7 separate regions of the Mus musculus genome follow, and all the other regions are linked to region 1. The links are chromatin contacts, called in public Hi-C, HiChIP or PLAC-seq and promoter capture Hi-C maps. All regions are on one chromosome and are shown on one strand. The core of a region is the stretch at or near the end of the contact, and the rest is flanking DNA. Distances in the headings are between cores, read along the strand shown.

The links. Promoter capture Hi-C pulls out the DNA fragments that hold promoters and counts their contacts. A called contact is a pair of places that touch in the nucleus more often than the background predicts. HiChIP or PLAC-seq counts read pairs in DNA pulled down with a chosen protein or histone mark.
Region 2: an H3K4me3 HiChIP or PLAC-seq map of forebrain shows a contact between it and region 1, with 18 times the contacts expected there. The contact joins the enhancer-like site here to the promoter of Kcnd2 in region 1. A contact is called at or near these places in 1 of 39 promoter capture datasets (hippocampal neurons), 3 of 484 Hi-C or Micro-C datasets (cerebellum and cortical neurons), 3 of 115 datasets of contacts at active chromatin or transcription factors (embryonic forebrain, forebrain and neural progenitor cells) and 1 of 9 other capture datasets (embryonic stem cells).
Region 3: a promoter capture Hi-C map of hippocampal neurons shows a contact between it and region 1, with 4 times the contacts expected there. The contact joins the promoter of Ing3 here to the promoter of Kcnd2 in region 1. A contact is called at or near these places in 3 of 39 promoter capture datasets (cranial neural crest, hippocampal neurons and neural stem cells), 2 of 484 Hi-C or Micro-C datasets (cortical neurons and forebrain) and 2 of 115 datasets of contacts at active chromatin or transcription factors (astrocytes and forebrain).
Region 4: a Hi-C map of cerebellum shows a contact between it and region 1, with 3 times the contacts expected there. The contact joins the enhancer-like site here to the promoter of Kcnd2 in region 1. A contact is called at or near these places in 2 of 39 promoter capture datasets (hippocampal neurons and liver), 3 of 484 Hi-C or Micro-C datasets (cerebellar granule neurons and cerebellum), 1 of 115 datasets of contacts at active chromatin or transcription factors (stem cell-derived neural progenitor cells) and 1 of 9 other capture datasets (embryonic stem cells).
Region 5: an H3K4me3 HiChIP or PLAC-seq map of forebrain shows a contact between it and region 1, with 12 times the contacts expected there. The contact joins the promoter of Tspan12 here to the promoter of Kcnd2 in region 1. A contact is called at or near these places in 2 of 484 Hi-C or Micro-C datasets (cortical neurons and embryonic stem cells) and 1 of 115 datasets of contacts at active chromatin or transcription factors (forebrain).
Region 6: a Hi-C map of cerebellar granule neurons shows a contact between it and region 1, with 4 times the contacts expected there. The contact joins the enhancer-like site here to the promoter of Kcnd2 in region 1. A contact is called at or near these places in 3 of 39 promoter capture datasets (embryonic stem cells, hippocampal neurons and stem cell-derived epiblast-like cells), 2 of 484 Hi-C or Micro-C datasets (cerebellar granule neurons and cerebellum), 1 of 115 datasets of contacts at active chromatin or transcription factors (forebrain) and 1 of 9 other capture datasets (embryonic stem cells).
Region 7: a Hi-C map of cerebellum shows a contact between it and region 1, with 5 times the contacts expected there. The contact joins the enhancer-like site here to the promoter of Kcnd2 in region 1. A contact is called at or near these places in 1 of 39 promoter capture datasets (hippocampal neurons), 4 of 484 Hi-C or Micro-C datasets (cerebellar granule neurons and cerebellum) and 1 of 9 other capture datasets (embryonic stem cells).

The regions. Positions count from the first base shown.
Region 1 is chr6:21,214,090-21,216,602 of GRCm38.p6, reverse strand. It overlaps Kcnd2 (potassium voltage-gated channel, Shal-related family, member 2), which reads right to left and starts at 1,257. Exons shown (of 6, transcript NM_019697.4): 1 at 1-1,257. The coding sequence starts at 304.
Region 2 is chr6:22,069,898-22,072,410 of GRCm38.p6, reverse strand. All of the region lies in intron 4 of Cped1 (cadherin-like and PC-esterase domain containing 1), which reads right to left. Among named protein-coding and RNA genes, the nearest start is that of Cped1, 85 kb to the right of the region's middle. Within about 2 kb of position 1,255, at least 33 of the 459 cell types and tissues checked have an H3K27ac peak or open chromatin away from gene starts, as enhancers often do. A contact at or near this core is called in cortical neurons, forebrain and hippocampal neurons, where this site is marked.
Region 3 is chr6:21,948,360-21,950,872 of GRCm38.p6, reverse strand. Ing3 (inhibitor of growth family, member 3) reads right to left here and starts at 1,258. Exons shown (of 12, transcript NM_023626.4): 1 at 1,080-1,258; 2 at 764-835. The coding sequence starts at 1,107.
Region 4 is chr6:20,501,278-20,503,790 of GRCm38.p6, reverse strand. No RefSeq gene overlaps it. Among named protein-coding and RNA genes, the nearest start is that of Gm38772, 470 kb to the left of the region's middle. Within about 2 kb of position 1,255, at least 2 of the 459 cell types and tissues checked have an H3K27ac peak or open chromatin away from gene starts, as enhancers often do. A contact at or near this core is called in cerebellar granule neurons and cerebellum, where this site is marked.
Region 5 is chr6:21,851,275-21,853,787 of GRCm38.p6, reverse strand. It overlaps Tspan12 (tetraspanin 12), which reads left to right and starts at 1,255. Exons shown (of 9, transcript NM_173007.4): 1 at 1,255-1,382; 2 at 1,621-1,776. It overlaps Gm30270 (a long non-coding RNA gene), which reads right to left and starts at 1,370. Exons shown (of 2, transcript XR_377371.2): 1 at 1,062-1,370; 2 at 5-519.
Region 6 is chr6:20,603,091-20,605,603 of GRCm38.p6, reverse strand. No RefSeq gene overlaps it. Among named protein-coding and RNA genes, the nearest start is that of Gm38772, 370 kb to the left of the region's middle. Within about 2 kb of position 1,258, at least 22 of the 459 cell types and tissues checked have an H3K27ac peak or open chromatin away from gene starts, as enhancers often do. A contact at or near this core is called in cerebellar granule neurons and cerebellum, where this site is marked.
Region 7 is chr6:20,639,230-20,641,742 of GRCm38.p6, reverse strand. No RefSeq gene overlaps it. Among named protein-coding and RNA genes, the nearest start is that of Gm38772, 330 kb to the left of the region's middle. Within about 2 kb of position 1,257, at least 2 of the 459 cell types and tissues checked have an H3K27ac peak or open chromatin away from gene starts, as enhancers often do. A contact at or near this core is called in cerebellar granule neurons and cerebellum, where this site is marked.

The sequences.
Region 1 (2,513 bases), core at 8-2,507:
CCGTGCGGTAGAAGTTGAGGATGTGGCGGAAGATGTCCGGGTCACGGTCAAAGAAGTATTGTTGGGTCTCTGGGTGGTAGAAAAAGTCTCTCTCAGAACTACCCAGCAGAGTGTCTGGGTATCGTTCCAGGGTGTCTTGCCATGTCTGGAAACGGGTGCCACTCACGTTCAGCACTATCAGAGCGTCCTGAGTCCTTTTTCTCTCCTGTCTTGGGGGCGCAGGCATAGGCCCCGAAGCAACAGGCATCCACCCAATGGCGGCTGCCCTGGCAAAGGGCAGCCATGCTGCAACACCGGCTGCCATGTTGTCTGGAAGTGGAGGTCACGAGAGTGAGCAGGGGGGTCACCCAAAATAACACAATGAAAGTAAGAAAGTGCCCCCCACTTCTTCACCTCAGGCAAAACACTGGGGGGACACTGCTCACAGGAACACGATTATTCCAAGGTGGCGCAGGTCAAGTCACAGTACTCAAGAAGGTCAGGTTTCCCTCACAGAAGTATTTGGAATACTAAGAAAAAAAAAATACAGTGACCTAAAAATCTCTCTCCATAAAGCCTAAACAAATCTCTGCCAACAGTTGGACCAGGGCAGGTCCTGGCACATGTAAACGTACAGGTGACTTCGGAGACAGCCTGGCTTCAAACAGGTGTCTTCGCTTCTCCCCTGATACAGTCTGGTAGATATGGGGTCGGTATATAGAGCAGGAGAGAGGAAACAGGGAAAGTCAACCAGTCAGTGGTAGTCTCTTAAAAGAAAGAACCCTTTCACCTTCCCCTTTTGCTGAAGTGGTCCTTCCCGCCAAAGGCGTCTCAAAAAGACGACCTGTTGTTGTAGCTCCGGAGATGCGGTCACAGCCGCTGTCCCGCGTCCCTTGGAGTCCGCTGGCCGCCTGTACTCACGCTGCGCTTGCAGAGATGGAGGTGAAGTGCAGGGCTCGCGGCGGGGGGCGTCGGTCTAGAGCTCTTTCTCCCCCCCACAACGACGACTGACACCCTCTGCGCTAGCCGAGAGCGTTTGCCCGATGGGCCCTTTCACTCTCTGTTCAAGTTCAGCTCAGGTGCAGTGTGACAGTTATAGAGCCTGGGAGCTGGCAGCCGCCGCCGCCGTGGCGGCAGCAGCATCTGCCTCCGCGCAGAACGCGCCTCGCCCGCGGTACATACCTGGCAAAGTGCGCACCGGGGCTGAGTTGCATAGAGACTTTGCTGTCGCCTTGTACCCGGAAAGGGAAAGGCAGAGCCAGCGGCTCCCGAGCAGCCAGATCCCAGGCTCCCGGGGAGCATAAATAAAGCTCTGGCGAGCTCTCCGTCCCCTTCCCCCACCCTCCGTGCCTCCCTCCTCCTTGTCACCTTCCCAAAAGCCAGGCGCAGGCGAGCAGAGCCAACAGCAACAAGTTCAAAAAGGTGCGGGGGAGGCGAGCCGCCCAGGCCACTCGCTCCTGCCAACTTACTGCGCGGCCGGCGTCCCCGGGGTCGGGGCGCTGCGGGGCTGCGGGGCGCCGGGACTGCGGGGTTGCGGGGCTGCGGGGCGGGCGGTGGCGGCGTGGGGCCGGGACCGAGGCGGGAGCGGGCTGGCGTCCGGGCGCGGAGGCAGGAGGCGCTCGGCGGCGCGGGGGCGCGAGAGGGCCGCTCGCTGCTTCCCCGCCAGTGGGTGGTCCCGCATCTCCCCCGAGCACCGCGCGCAGCTCTGCCGGTGCGATCGATAAATAAGCTGGGAAGAGAGCGAGAGCCGCACGCAAGCCCCGCCACGCAGGTTAGGCAAAGGCGTCTCCTGCCTTTCCCTCGCCTTGACCTTTCTCCGCCCCCGCCCCCTCGGGCTCCTCTCGCTCCACCCTAGCCACCCACCAGCCTCGACGCCAAATGTCACCAAGCGAGAGCATCCAGGTGGTTCTACCCCGGGGATGAGCGAGCCTTGGATGAACAAAGGGAAGCTTCAAGGCACTCGGCCGCGGCTGTTTGATGGAAGAGAGGAGGAAGGGGACCGGTGGCTTACTGCTGCCTCCGGAGCCCCGGTTCCAGATGAGCGTGGGAAAGGGGGGCAAGGAAAAAAAAAAGATTCGAGAAAAGCTGGAAAGGAGGGTGAACAGAGCGGAACGCGAAGGAATTGGTTGCCTTTGGGGGGCGACTGGGTCGCAGAACCTGCAAAGCTCCGCGACAGAATTTTTAAGTGACTCTCCCACGTTCCTTTATTTATTTTTTTAAATTATGTATGTTCAAAACAGATATTAATGTTACTAAGGCTAATATATTACCCGTCCAACTTGCTGGAAAAGTCACACAAATCTCCTCTGGTTAGGTCTTGCCACAACTCCTTTCCCCCTGTCCTTTGCAAATGACAGGAGAATTTAGACCCTTTTCTAAATGTCAGTGTGCAGGGGCGTGAGTCTCTTAGAGTGTGTGTCTCTTCATGCCCTTTGCGCATCCCTGCCCATATCTAAAATGACCGAAGAAAGAAAAGGTGCCCGGGTGAAGGGTGAGTGATGTGAGGAGAGACAGGAAAATTGTAGTGGCCAACC
Region 2 (2,513 bases), core at 6-2,505, 860 kb before region 1:
ACATGAGTGCATCTACCCCATAAATAATTATGTGAGGTTAAAGAGGGGCTAGATACAGTCAGTGTCTAATATATAAGTAAGGATTTAATGCTATGTCTTATTAATTTTTTAGGGTAGCTTATCTATAAAACTACCCTGGCATATGAACCCTTACAAAGTCCTGCCAATTTATATTTAAAACAAGCCTCATAGGCAAGCCCGCCTGCATGCCACCACACTCCTGGCCGTGATGATCATTGACTAACTTTCTGACATTGTCAACCAGCCCTAAATTAAATGCTTTATTATACAAGTGTCCCTGGCTGTGGTGTCTCCTCACATCAATAGAACCGTAACTAAGAAACCTTATATGCAACGCATACAGATTTATAATAAAGCTTGCCATACAAAGCATTTTATAACGACCACATGAAGAAGGAAAAATCAATAAAATCATTTCCACTTTATAAGTCTAAAAGAAGGCCAAATGGAACTATTTTACCTAGATTTCCTTACAGCTGAGTGAACACCGAATGAGACCTCTCCTTCTGGTTCCTAGGACTCCTGTCTCCCTGCAGGTTTGAATTGCTGTCAGGGCTTGCATTCTCACAAAAGTGGTTGAGTGAGACACATCAGGCAAGAAGATCCCCTCACTTAATATGGGTGAATTCCTTGCTTTGTCATTCTGGGACAAGGTGACCCTTTGGAATGCTATACTGTGGGCTCCAGGCTCCTTTTCTTTAGTAAAAATGACAAAAAAAAAAAAAAAAAAAAAAAAGAGGAAAAGAGAACATCCTCCATCTGACCACTAGATGGTGCTAGAAGTAGTTTTTAAAAATAGTCTCAAAAATTATATATGCGATGAATCACAGGGTTTGAAAGATGTTTGCTGTATAATAGAGTCTATGCATCTCTCACAAACAGGAGCACGTCTACCCCATCATCAAAGGGGAGAACTCCTTTCAAAGCTACTCTCTTATTCAGTTAATTACATTTCTGACAGGACAGGTGTCCTTTCTAATCACAACTCTAGCTCAGAAGGCAAGATTCTGATTCTGCGTAGGAATCTGCATGCATGTTTCATTTTCCATATGCTTTGCTGCGACTTTCGCTTTCAGTTGCTATCACGATTAGTTTTCAATGTGACATGTTGGAAGAGACCAAATGCCTGCGCCAAGGCATTAGTCTTAATAAATGTGTCTTATTATGCATACACCCTACAATGCGATGTTCTAGAGATGAGCCACAACAGACATGATCTCAGGAGCAAATCTCTGCGACATACAGCCGAGGGAGGAGGCCACGCACACGTCAGTGAATGCCTCACATTAATGGACTCTTATTTTCTAATGCTGGAGATTTGTTCAAGTCAAGTCAGTGTCCTGGTCTCTATGGCTATGAAAATGAGTGAACCCTCGAGTGTCTCGAAATTACTACTGTTTTCTTCCATAACCGTTCCAATACTGTTGAGAGCAAATATCTTTCTTTACTACCAGAAGAAGGCTAGGGGAATGCTTGATTTGAAATTCAACATCCATTGTATATCTCCCCAAACCACTGACCTCTCCCACCCCTGTGTGTTTGTGTGTGTATATGTATGTGTGTGTATGTGTACGTGCACATGTGTATATGTGTGTGTGTGTGTATCTGTATGTATTGTATGTGTTTGTGTGTGCATGCGTGTGTCTGTCTCTATGTGTGTGTATGTGTGCATGTGTGTGTACAAGCATTTGTGCACATGCATGTGTGCACATATGTGCGCATGCACATGTGTGTGTGTGCCTGTGTATATATGTGTGCGTATCTGTGTGTATGTGTGTGTGCATGTGTACATCTGTGTGTGTTTGTGTGTATATATATATGTGTGTGTGCACATGTGTGTGTGTGTATATATGTGTATGTATGTGTCTATGTATCTGTGTATATGTGTATATACATGTGCCTGTCTGTGTGTGTGCAGGTGTGTGTGCAGGTGTGTGCCATGCATCTTCCTCTATCATTTTTGAGATAGGATCACTAACTGGGCCTGGAGCTTCTCACTGGGTTTTGCCTGGTTGGCCAGAAAGCTCTGTGGATCCTACTTTTGCCCATCCTAGTCTTAGGATCACAAGCGTGTACAGCTGTGCCTGACTTTTCACATAAGTGCAAGGGGTAGGTTTTTACTGCTGTGATAAAACACCATGACCGAAAGTAACTTGGGAAGGGAAAGGTTTGTTTCAGCTTACAATTCTCAGGTCGCACTCCATCAGTTAGGAGAATCAGGGCAGGAACTCAGGGCAGGAACCTGGAGCTAGGAGATGAGGCAGGACTTCCAGGGGCCCTGCATGCAGGCTAAGAGATGCAGGAGCGGGAGAAGGAGAATCACCATGCTTCAGAAGGAGAAAAGCCACCAGTCACGTGAGATCTAGGGTAGAGTGGCCATTGGCCACTTCACCGACTGGGCCTGGGGTAGCAGGTCGGAGTTTAGAAACAGAACTAAGCTGAGGGAAGGTTTAGGGCATTGAGCTGGGACTAAAGGTAACTGAGCAACTGAA
Region 3 (2,513 bases), core at 9-2,508, 730 kb before region 1:
GAACAAGCCCTTAGCAAACTCAAGTTACCTTTGAGCCTCTTCCAGTCTGGCTTTTTCAAAAGAACAAGGTTCATTTTGGAAATAAGTCACATATAAAGCTGCCAAGCACTGACAGAAAAAAAAATCAATGCTAGCAATGCCTGAAAAGCCAAGCACTAGGCAGACAGAAGCAGGAAGATGAGGAGATTAGAGCAAGCCTAGGATTATTATACATATTGAGTGTGAGACCAGCCTGAATGACGTGGTTGTGTTTACAAAACAAGAAACCAGTAGGGAAGCCTATCAAACGTCTACAGTTTTCTAAAGAGCAAGCGGGTGATTTCCTTAAAATCTGATCTCTCTCACTCATTTCTGGCTGAGAAAGTGTCCACGCTGTTCACAGCTCTAAGTGTCTTCCATTAATATGCAACTTGTCAAAGTTCGGCCTTCCGAGTTCACTAGGGTCCCTAGCCTGCCCTTCTATGTCTTTGCTCTGGAGAAATTCGGAATGTAATGAACTTTTAAGTCTGAATGCAGAACTCCAAGTTTCCACATCCAGGCTCGGGTGCAAACCTTCTGAAAATCACGCGAGTTTCCACTGCGGTGCAGTGTCGTCATCTCCATGCAGTACACAAACAACTGTGTTTGCTGTGCCCCGCGTGTTAACGGTACGGTGTGCCCGCCGCCTCCTTGTCACAGCCTGAAAAAAGTAGCGCGGAGGACCCGCCAGGCGATGCCCGAGGGAGGCCGGGGCTGCGCGGGGCCGTGGAGACGCGCCACTTACTCTGCACCTGCAGATCCATCTCGCGCATCTCCGTGAAGCGGTCCCGTAGGTCCATCGGAAGCTGCTCAATCACTGTCAAAGGCACAGTCCGTCAGAGGGCGGGGCCAACGGCGAAGGGACGCGCTGGCGTCACGCGTGTGTGCGTGCGTGCGTGCGTGCGTACGGGAGGGGGGGCGGCTCACAACGAGGCTGCCAGTTACCGTGAGAAAGAAACATCCCCCGCTCCCCCTCCCTCCCGCCATCCCGCCCGCCCGGCCACTCGCGCTCCCGCCCGCCGCCGATCCCGCCCGCCGCGTCGCCGGCGCCGCGCACTCACTTTCCAAATAGTCCTCTAGGTACAACATCGCGGCCCTGACTGTTGCGGGGACGAACGGGTCCAGGGGTTTATTTGTGTCACTCGCTGTCGCCGGAGTTTTGTCCCTTCCAATATGGCGCCTCCGCTAGCAGCACCCGCTCGACTCCGGCAAAGGAAAAAAAAAAAAAAAAAAGCAAAGGAAAAAAAAAAAGGCTCCACTTTGGCGCCTGACGGCGCTTGCCTCACTGCCGCCCGCCGTTGCTATTGGCTGTCTGCAGCGATGACGTCAACCGGCCGGTGCGGATCTCCGCGGTATTCTGGGAAATGTAGTCTTCTTTTTCCCCGAGCGTGGCCATTAGTGAGGGTGTCTCTTGGAGTGGCAACTACAGAAACCACACGCCTGCGCGAAACGGGCACGCCAGAATCCGAAATGCGGTGCCTCTGTTTATTTGTTGATTTCTTACATGGGGGATGACGGGAGTTGTATGCGCCTGCCTGACACAACTAGGAACAACTTTTCACCTGTTCTGGGCGGTGATTCTAAGCCCGCCGTTTGTGAGTCATGGATTTCTGGCTGTGCTAGGCAAATAGCAAAGATTCCAAACGCTAGAATAATCGGCTAAGTTCGGAAAATTCAGGTTGTTTAGAACAGAACTCGCTGCTGGAATTTATCTTCATTATTCACTCCTGATAAATAAATGGGACAAGTGATTGGTGTCCCTGCAACGTTAAGATAATTTATAGTGAGACTGGAGCGAATGTGCATTTCCCAAATTAAAAGACACCCAAAATAGTATTCAGTAGCCAGTTATGTTTTGCGGTGTATCTTGTGTTCATTGTAAAACAACTGTTCAAATGCATCCGCAATAAAGTAAATAAATAGATGAATAAATAACAACCAACCATAAATTATAGTGATTTAATGCATTGCTGGCATATACTAACAATGATTTAAATTTATGTTGGGTAAGTAGCTGGGTTAATGTTTATAGTTCTGGGCAGGCTTTTTTAATAACCCTAGCAAATGTTCACTGGTGGTATAACAAGTGTATCACCGCCCCGTTTCTATCTTAAAAATGCCTTTCATAAAAATTCGTACACTAAATGCTTCTGTGTTTTGGGGAAAATGATCCCTTCTTAGACTATCTGGTGGATTATAACACCACACACCTGTAATCCCCTAAGTGGGAGAATTGAGACAGGAGGATTAGGAGTGTGAGCTTTGGCAACATAGGCAATTAGAAGCCAACCCAGATTATGGAAGACCCTTTCTCATACAAAAGAAAATAAATCAGTATGACACATTTTATTCACTACTCAATATTTTTATGTTACAATTTTATTTACAATGACATACTTGTATTCTCTTTTGTCTTCTTTTAAAGCCATTTTCTTATTACTTGAATGTTAAATATATTTAGTCTACACCTGTTTAATTTAAATTTTGTACTAAAA
Region 4 (2,513 bases), core at 6-2,505, 710 kb after region 1:
GGGTGAAACTGATTCTCCATCTTTAGCTGCAATTAGTACTTGTAGCTCTTCATCTAAGGAATTAATAAAAATCAAGAGAGTATATTTTCAGGATTTTTAGGGGACTTTCAGGATAGCATTTGACATGTAAATGAAGAAAATATCTAATTAAAATTGAAGAAAAAGATATTGACACTTTTATTCTTATGAGAATGCATCTAATGGCCTACATATTTATATTTTGAGATAGAACAAAATAGAACTTCTTATTTTATTTACTATTAATGTAAGCACGATTTCCAAGATAATGCATAAAACTTTTGTTAGAACATAACCATCCACTTATGACATTTTTCTTTGTGGTAGAATCAGATTAGAAATAACCAATCTTATGAATACAAGTTCAATTTAATTTTATTTTAAGTATCTTGAATATTTTAATATACTATGGTCTTGAAAATGGTCAACAGTAATAAAATTTATTTTCCCACAAAACTATTATATTGAGAAATATTTACTGGGATATGCTGTTCTGTAGCATTTTAAATTTTATAGAGAAAAAGAGAGATTGGTTATTAGAATAAATAATTATAAAATGACTAATGAATGAAGTGAATGAAGTTACAATATAACTTGGTACGAATGTCAGGATTTGGACATTTAGAAATTATAGAATATGTTCTGTTAAGAGGAGATTACTAGTCACCTATATTTAAACCACTTATCATATATTTTTTTCAATTGTTAGTATAAAAAAACAAGAAAAATGTAAACTCAATGAAAATTCATGTCTAAAATAATGTTGAGGACAGTAGAAAAACAGGAAAACATGTTTTTACTTCAGTTACCTGATGTAATTGAAGGCAACAGGAACAATATGGGTCTGAGAAGCAAGCATAAGGCAAGAAGACAGAAACTGGGCGCCAGCTTGAGAGTGACGTACTAGAGAATAATTTTTGCCCCTTAGTGTTTGTGACACTCAGGAACTTCCAATTACACCAACTGTTTCTGCTCAGGCAGGTCGTTTGCTTCATCAGAATATAGACAATGCTCATTTCCCTCATATTAATGAGGTAAACACCAACTTAAAGATTGCATTTGAGGATGTAGTTGGAACTTCTGTGATTTATTTTAAACAAATAAACTAAAGTTGTCTGTTATAATTTCATATTCTATAAATCAATAAGCCACATTTTTTTCCTATTGCTAGAGTAAACTTTCAGGGGTGTGCTGTGTGTGAAGTTACTGTCACCCCAGGGCCATCTGGATAGTCAGATGTCAGCTTTCTCTTTTTGTCAGAAAATTTATTTTTATGTACGAAGGAAGTGAGCATTGCTTGCAAACCTTCAGAGATAAGATTTTTAGCCCTTGTCGGAGTTCTCCTTTAATAATACCCATCTTCTGTATTTCTTTCTATCAATTTCATATTCCCTTCTCATCTAGAGAAGTTGAAGATGAATCAATGGCTTGCAGAAAATCATTTTATTCTGACTATAATGAAAAAGGAAATTAAGATATTTAAAATACATGGTGTCAGGGAAGATCAATCCAGGATATGAATATATGCTTAGTGACTTGTAAGATACATGACACTGAAAGTAATTTCCTCCTTTCTTTCATTTCAGTTTCCATGTGTCTGTGAGTCCAATTGCTCTTATGAGAAGTTGTAAGACAATGCATTTGAAGCAGCAAACACAATAAGAAGATGTCTTACAAGTCCCATTGCTAGCCCGTTGGGTCAGACAGAAGCCACATCTTAGCCTGCAAACTCAACAAGAGAACCAAATATATCCTCTTCCAATACTCGTTCTTGAATGCACAATGAAGCCACAGAAAAAAATCCCTAAATATTTGTAGAGAGAATTTATAGAAGATTCAACTTTAATTCAAATTTAGAAAATATTTCTGTTCATTCTCTGAGTTTTATTTGATAAACTTGTCAACTTTACTGATTTTGTTTGCTTTCTGTTTTTTGTTTGTTTGTTTTGTTTTGTTTTGTTTTGTTTTGGATACTACACAAAAGCAGCAGTCATGATTACAATATCATCTATTTCCTATGCTTCTATTTTAGGGGCATAGAGCATATAAGCAAGTCTAGGTAAGTATTTGGGGAAAAAATAAGTTAACACTTAAGAGTCATTCCTCAACTTGGGGGGCTCGTTGTAATTCTTGTAAGTTCAGCTATTAGCCTGTTTGATTAAAATGATTTGTGAATATTTGATTGAATATTCCAGAAACTTCCCCTATTTGAATAGAGAACATAGTCTTCCAAACAGTTCTTTTTTTCTGCCCCATTATCTCTTTTTTTAATTATATTTCAATGTGTACTTATGTAAATGAAAGTGTTTTGCCAAACCTTTGCTACAGACGTTGATTTTTCTAGAACTGTCAAGAATTAATTATTGAAAAAAAGTTTTAAATGGCTTGCAGTAGAAACATTTTTAAATCCTGTCAGTCACATATTTTCCAGTAATATGCCATGTAATATGTTTCAGCATATTGTGATGTGTGGTTAAGAGAAAACACGTGAATAT
Region 5 (2,513 bases), core at 6-2,505, 640 kb before region 1:
GATAGTTTTTATTTTTATTATGGGCATTCATTTCTTCCTTTTAATGTCAAAGCCTCCCTTGTATGAAGAAAATTTTAGGTCTCTCAGGAACTGTGTGGCAGCACACAGTTTGGATGGTGGTTTGTTTCAGTCGCAGGCAGCTGACCTTGCGCTTGCCTGTGAACACAAGGGATGAAAGCGGCTCTCTTAGCTCCTCCCACAATTTCTGAAGCCACTCTGTTGCTGGAGTGGGGGCCATCTGATGGATGACTGACGATTTCCTTGGCAATTTGTGTGGATGGCTGTCCTTGTTTGCTTTTTAGAACTTGTCTTAGTGATTTGCTTAGGAGGAATGTTAATACCCTAGGCCTGGGCATCCATATTGACTCTCATGGTCTTGACCTCGGTACCAACCAATTTAGAGCACGTCTCCTTGTCACTTTGGCCACACAGCAGACAGGTGATGATGGATACAGACCACAGCTGCATGTTGCCCCGAAGACTCCGATTATTAGTTTTTCTCAAAGATGTTGCTTGGATCTAAGGTAACACAATTTTTGGTGAGTTTTTTGTTTGTTTGTTTGTTTTTGTTTTTGTTTTTTGTTTTTTTTTTTTGTTTTGTTTTTCCTATTTGACGAGGAAACAAATGGTCACAGCAACATATACTACTGTGAGGGATAAAACCTAATCTTTTATGGGAGCAACATGAGCCAGCAATTTTAATTTTTAAGTGTGAAAATGTCTTACTTCTGAAATAGAAGATAGGTTTGGAGCTATGCTTTGTGATTCTTGTGATGTGGTTCCTGTGATACCCTACTGAATCTCTAGTTAAAAAAAAAAAAAAATCAAGGCGGCTTCCAAAGATTCACTACCCTATGTGCCTTTCCAGATTAAATCACCAACATTGCCAAGACACCACAGTATCAGGAGAAAGTTTAAAAACTTTGGAAACTTGTGAAAGAATTGCCTGATCTTTTCCCTATCTGGATGCTAAATCTGTATAGAGATACATTGATGGTTTTTGCAAATGTTAGTAGATCAGAGTGGGAAAGAAATGTTATTTTATATATTTATTTACCTACTTTTGATCGGGGAGTGCAACAAATCAATAAGGTTCACAGGGCAGGACATTAATGACAAGTCACCGGAGGCGGCTCCACAAAGGTCCTGAAAACTCGTCTCTCATTGCAGGAATTGGGTTGGGCCACCGGTGGCCCCCCTTCTCAAACACAAATATTTTCATATAATAAAAAGCCTGCTTCCTTATAACCCACCCTCCATTCCCACGACGGTACCATTTTAAAGGGGTGTGCTGCAAGGACTCCTCCTAGTTTTGCAGGTTTTTAATCTCTCCGGCATTCTATCTCGCAGAGGTGAAGAATCTCTCTGGGGTGTCACTCTGGGTAAGAGGGACAAGAAACACCCACTAGGACCCAACCCGGCAGCCAGCGGCCGAGCATGCGCTGAGAGTTTGTGCAGCTGGCCCTGGCTGCCGCTGCTGCCTTGTCCGGACTTGGCGAGGACTTGGGAGGGACAGCGGCGTTGGGAGGTGGCTTAGCAGAGACTTTCCAGCGTCTGCTGCCCGGGACTTTTTTTTTTTTTTTTTTTTTTTTTTTTTTTTTTCTTTTTTCTTTTTCCCAGGAGTTAGCGACGCCGACGGTTGGAGAGAGGAAGACAAGGAAGCGTCTGCTGCTGGCGCCGATGCATCCCTTTGGCTCTCCGGGAGGAGCGTCCCTGCCCGGATGAGTGTCTGCTGTGTGTCCCCGACTGTTCCCCGGCAGGAGCGCAGCTCGAACGGTGAGTGGCCACAAGTCCCACATCTCTCCTGCCCGCGGTCCCTGCCGCCTGCCGGAGTGGCTTCTGCCCTGCGCGGTGCGTCCTGCCGGGGGCGTGCGGCCGCCGGTGACTTTGCCTGACCGCGCAGGCTTTGTGCTCTGCGGGCGGCGGGGACCTCAGTGTCGCGGCGGCACGCGGGACCCCGAGGTTGCGCGTCCGGGGGGGCGGGGGTGGTAGTGAATGATGACCGGTCCGGCTTGGGTACTGCCGCACCGGCCCTGACTCCCCAATTTCTCCTCCCCGCCATCCCGCCCCAGGCTCATCCATTATTCCCGGAGGACAAACTGCATTTCTCACGTTCTTCCAAAGAAACCCTAGTCACCGGGCGGGATCCCAGCTCTGTGCTGCGCCCCCAGTGGCTCCCGAGTTCACACCCGAGCTGTGCGACCCGGTGGTGGGGTGGGAGCAGGGAGGTAGGGCCCAGGAGCTGCCCAGAGAAGGGCATTCCTGTGCTCCGAGAGGTCGATGTGTGTGTGTGTCCGTCCTTGGGAATAGGGATAGCACTGGAGCCTGTGGCATCTCCAGAGTCACAAAGCTGTCCCCCAGGAGACAGCAAAGAAAGTCTCAAGGGCCATGCCACTGGTCCCCTGGGAAAACTAGTTTACTGTACATTCATCCAGAGAGTTAACCTTTTCTCTTGGCAGCAGGTGTTATCCGATGCCATGTGAGGACTTTTGGGAGTTTTATTCCCTTTAAGA
Region 6 (2,513 bases), core at 9-2,508, 610 kb after region 1:
AATATATTAAAATAAATATATAATTAAATCTTTAAGATAGTTGAAAAATGTTTAAATATACAAAATTACAAGCTATTTTATGTTTTTACTAGCTTTTCGTAAACCTTAAGTATTTCTATTGAATAGCAATTCTTACATTATACCAAACACCCTTTAAAACACACAGTGATAGGAGTACACTTCGCGCAAAGTAGTATTTTTAGAATTACTATTAATAATAATAGTAATTATGATCATTTAAAATGTAATTACATAGAATTGCTACTGAGAGCTGAATTTAAATGAGAAAATACTCAAATTTTAAAATAACTTGTGTTACTTTAACTATTAGATATGACTCGTTGAAAATACATAGTAATTTAAGTTTCAATTAAACTTTAAGCTGTTTGTGTTAAAAATAGTTTAGGTCATTTAAATTTTGAAGAAACAAAATAAACACAGGCTAGTGATCTGGGGTACTGTTTGTTCTGTTGGGCATAAAAACATTGACTCAGAAACCCCTAAAAACTGCATTGAAAATAGAATGTTACCAGCAAGACACTGCTGTAATTAAGCATAACATAATAACAGTGATGTAGAGAAATAATAAGTCTATTGTGCATTTTATTTAAAAAGAAGTAACTTTCAGCTATTTATGATTAACAGTCCTATTGTTCTAGTTTAGTTAAATTCCCATGTAACCTTATAACAATAAAATAATAATAATAATAATAATAACAACAACAACAACAACAACAATAATAATAATAATAATAATAATAATAATAATAACAACATAATCTTTGGACCTCTGAAAATACAACAAACTAAACATCTCACCAAATAATTTCATTTAGACAACAAACCTATTGCTATTGAGTAATGATACACATTTGCCTCTTCATTTTTTTTAAGTTTGTTTCTTTATCTCTATAGAAGACATTACTAGGTTCTATGATAGTTGAAATTGCTTGTACATTTTAATATTCAAATGGCAAAATGTAATAGAAGATTAAAGTAGCTAGTCGTTTTAATCAGAGTTTTATCCAGTGAGACATAGTTAATCGTTTTTTCCGCATTCTAGTTGAGTGTGAGGGTTTCAGCACAATTTTCACAGTACTAGTTATCTAAATAAATGCTCACTTCTCTGCTTAGTTTATATTTGGAGAAAGAATGTTGGGGAACCTAAATAAGGCCACTAATTAAAATCCAGGACCAGCTGTTACTTACAGAATCACTTGCCAGGGACAACTGCCCAACTCAGCTGGGAGACTGAATTCTAGGCTTCTTGCCCAAGGACAGTGTGTGAGATGTTCTGGTATTAGAGATTCTGTAGCTATGCTAATTCCACTATAAATCATTAGCATTAGGATAAAAACATAACAAAGCAAACACCAGTTAATTTTTAAATGCCAAACAGCAGTTGTATTTGGGAATATTCCTAACAGATTAAAATGTATTGTTTTTGTTTTAAAATCACTTCATTTCTCTTAGAGGAAATCATCTATCAGATTTGAAATGTCCTTATTACTTTAAGGAAATTGCTAAAACAAGTAACTACTCAAACTAATTACTGAGTAATTGTGGCTGTATATCTATCTGTGCATTTAAGACACAAAGTATTTCTGCAACTCAGAAACACTATTGTAACTGACTCTTATGTAGGTCTTCTCACTTCTTTATCTTAATTTTAATCAATTTTTAAATAAATGTACTTAAGAAATTTCCATCTCAAGGGGAGGCTCCAAGGCCTGACATTATTACTGATGCTATGATGTGCTTACAGACAGTAGACTAGCAGGTCTGCCTTCTGAGAGGTCCAACATGCAGCTGACTGAGACAGATGCAGATATTTAAACTCAACCATTGGACTGAAGACAGGGACCTCTGTGGTTGAATTAGGGAAAGACAATAGTAAGCTGAGAAGAAGGGTGATCCCGTAGGAAGACCAGCAGCCTTAACTAACTGAGACCTCTGAAATCTCTCAGACACTGAACCACCAAACAGGCAGCATACACAAGATGGTCCAAGACCCCCAACACATATACAGCAGAAGTCAGCCTGATCTGACTTCAGTGGGAGAAGACGTGCCTAACAATCTAGACACTTGAGGGCCCAGGGCAGAGGGCAGGGGAAGACATCCTCTTGGAGATTAGGGGATGGGCAAGGAGGAATGTAGGAAAGTAGAGCAGGAAAGGGGCAAGGACTTGATTGTAAAATAAATAAATAAATATATATATTTAAACTGGATATGTTACTGATGAGTATTGTGATGGTTAGTATATGGTTGTCCCAAAGACTAGCACTATTAGAAGGTATGGCCTTGTTGGAATAGATGTGGCCTTGGAGTGGGTGTGTCACTGTAGGTGTAGGCCTACTTCTCTTCTCTCTCTCTCTCTCCCTGCCTTTCTTTGCTTCTACTACCCTCTTAACTCCCCTCCCTATGCCGTGAATAAACTCTATTCTATACGATACGATACGATACGATACTATACCACCTTGTGGCTGGTCCTCAGGGGAAGGGATTCCTCAAC
Region 7 (2,513 bases), core at 8-2,507, 570 kb after region 1:
ATGATAAAAGTGCCTGCTAAATATATACTTTTGCATTGAAATGATAATAGCTAATGCTAATTTAACCAAATGAATTAATTGAGAAGACAAATACGTTTTCTGCTAATCTCAGTAACATTGTGGGCCTGGCAGGGGGGCTAGCCTATTTCTTCAGGCCATCTGTGAATTCCTCTGATATGTTGTGAACAGCAAATTGCGATCTGACTGACACTGATACACCCTCGTGAAGCATCTTCCACTCTATTACTCTGAACAAAACTGATTTCATGGTGTAAATACTTGTCTGCTTTCTAAAACAAATAATCCTAGTCACCCCGAAAGTGCCATCACTTCTGCCTCTCATATAACAACTGAATCATATTTTTATACTTTTAGAAACTTAATGTATTCCTTGAATTCTGTCAAATATGATAAAAATGAGAAAATCTCATAGAGTTGTCTCTCCATTTAGTAGAATGTCAGACATGAATCTAGAAAAACATTTAAAATATTACAACTGAAATAGTTATGAGTTACCCGATCAACTCAGATAAACTTGAGAATATTTTAGAGAATTTGCCTATACCTTATAAGGTACAAGTGGTAAAAGGTACAATATCAGAACATCCCTTACTTCTGAATTAATTAGAAAAATTTACCCTCTAGTCATTTTGCATATATTTGTATTGAAAATACTTCTCTAAGGAAGTATCAAGAAGAATGCCTTTTATAATGAGTGAAAGTTAATCTAACATAAAGGCATTATGTTTTAGACAAAACCTCCACTATATTTTAAAGCATTTTAAAATATTTGAGTGCTTCTGAAGCAAATGTGTTTCCTAAGAAGAGGAATATTAAAACATTTATATTACTTTAGAACGTATGCATTTTGAAAGAGTCATCACTCTTATTTGTATTTCTTTTAAAATGTTTTTGTAAAAGTATGATTTGTTTTGTAGATTATTTTCTTAAGATTATTTTTCCCATACGAGATCAGCTTAGGCATATATGTTGCTTGTTCTTAATAAAGCTTTCTATACATGCTAATCATGTCTTTCTTTCTTTATAACACAGAATATTACTGAGGACTCAAAACTAGTAAAGTTATAGAAATATTCCCTCAGTATTTTACTACCCTAAGGAAGTTAACAAAAGATATCTATTTTGAGCCCAATAGGAATCTGGCTGACCTTTCCCACTGACAGGGATACTGTCCAGGTTTGATGTGCTATATCAGAATGCAAAAAAAAAAAAAAAAAAAAAAAAAAAAGGCAACCTTCTGCCAAATGGACTGAGCCTGCGCCCCCCTGCCGCAATGAGCCTAGAATTATATAAACATACCTCCTCGTATGAATCTCAGCAGCAATCAGTTCCCATAACTTTTCCCCACCCACCAACTTAATCTGTCATGATTTGTTTGCTTACTTTGCTTCATTTTAATTTCTGTGATGGCATGGCTACCTGATCCCAGGACGGTTGAAAGCAAAAGAAAGAAAAAATGGGAAGAAATAATGTGATATTTTGGAAGGTAATAGATTTACATTTCTATATGATATCAGAAATTTTCCAACTGGAAGTACAGAATGCTTCAGACTTATTTCTCACTATCAGAAAGAAAATATCAATTCAAAGACTTTTATGCAAAATACATAGTAGCAAAATTCTTATGTGCATTGTTTTGCTTTGCAAGAGTGACATTGGATGATTAAAACTTGTACAAAATCTGTTACGAGCATCCATAAGGCAGGAGATTATACACTAAATCTGTGCAAGGACTGAGTCCAGCCATCAGCTTCATTTTAGAACATGCTTTTGTCTTAGAAAAACTGAAGTCTTAGCATTTGTAGTTCACTTATTCACTAGGACAACTATATTTTCTGTAGGTAATTTTAATTCTTTTATAAATTATACATCAAGATCATCTTTTTCTTGAGTATAGAATAAATATCTATTCATAGGAATAGGGCTCTGAAAATATGTCTAACTCTTTGGCCTTTCTTCACAGTATTGCCATTGATTTGTATCTTTCTCATTTTGCCCATCATATAGTTTCAGTCATAAACTATAAACACAGAATAGAACCTTATTGTCAACTTTTTGCTTAAAATATTCTATAATTTAGTCACTATGTCTGTTACACTTAACCAATTCCTCAGTTGTCATGATTTCAACGTTTCTTTGAAACATGACTTGAATTTCCTGAGTCATTTTCCACAAGACAAGTAAAACTACTGTATGCATAGTTTATATGTGTATATGTGTATGGTAAATAAATGAATAAGTATGTGAAAATATATAGATAGAAGGTAGACACAATTTAAATGAAGAGGTCAAGGGAGAAAATTGTTTTTTAACTGGGGCAAAAAAAAGTTGTAATTAGCAATTTGTTAATCTTAGAATTATTCCAGAAGGCTTATCTATAAACTGTCATAAAATTATTTTTCACCACAGTTTTCTCTAACATCCTAATGAAAACAAGACATATGTCTTTAAAGAATCAAACTTACTTCAAGAGATTTAATTATATCTAGATT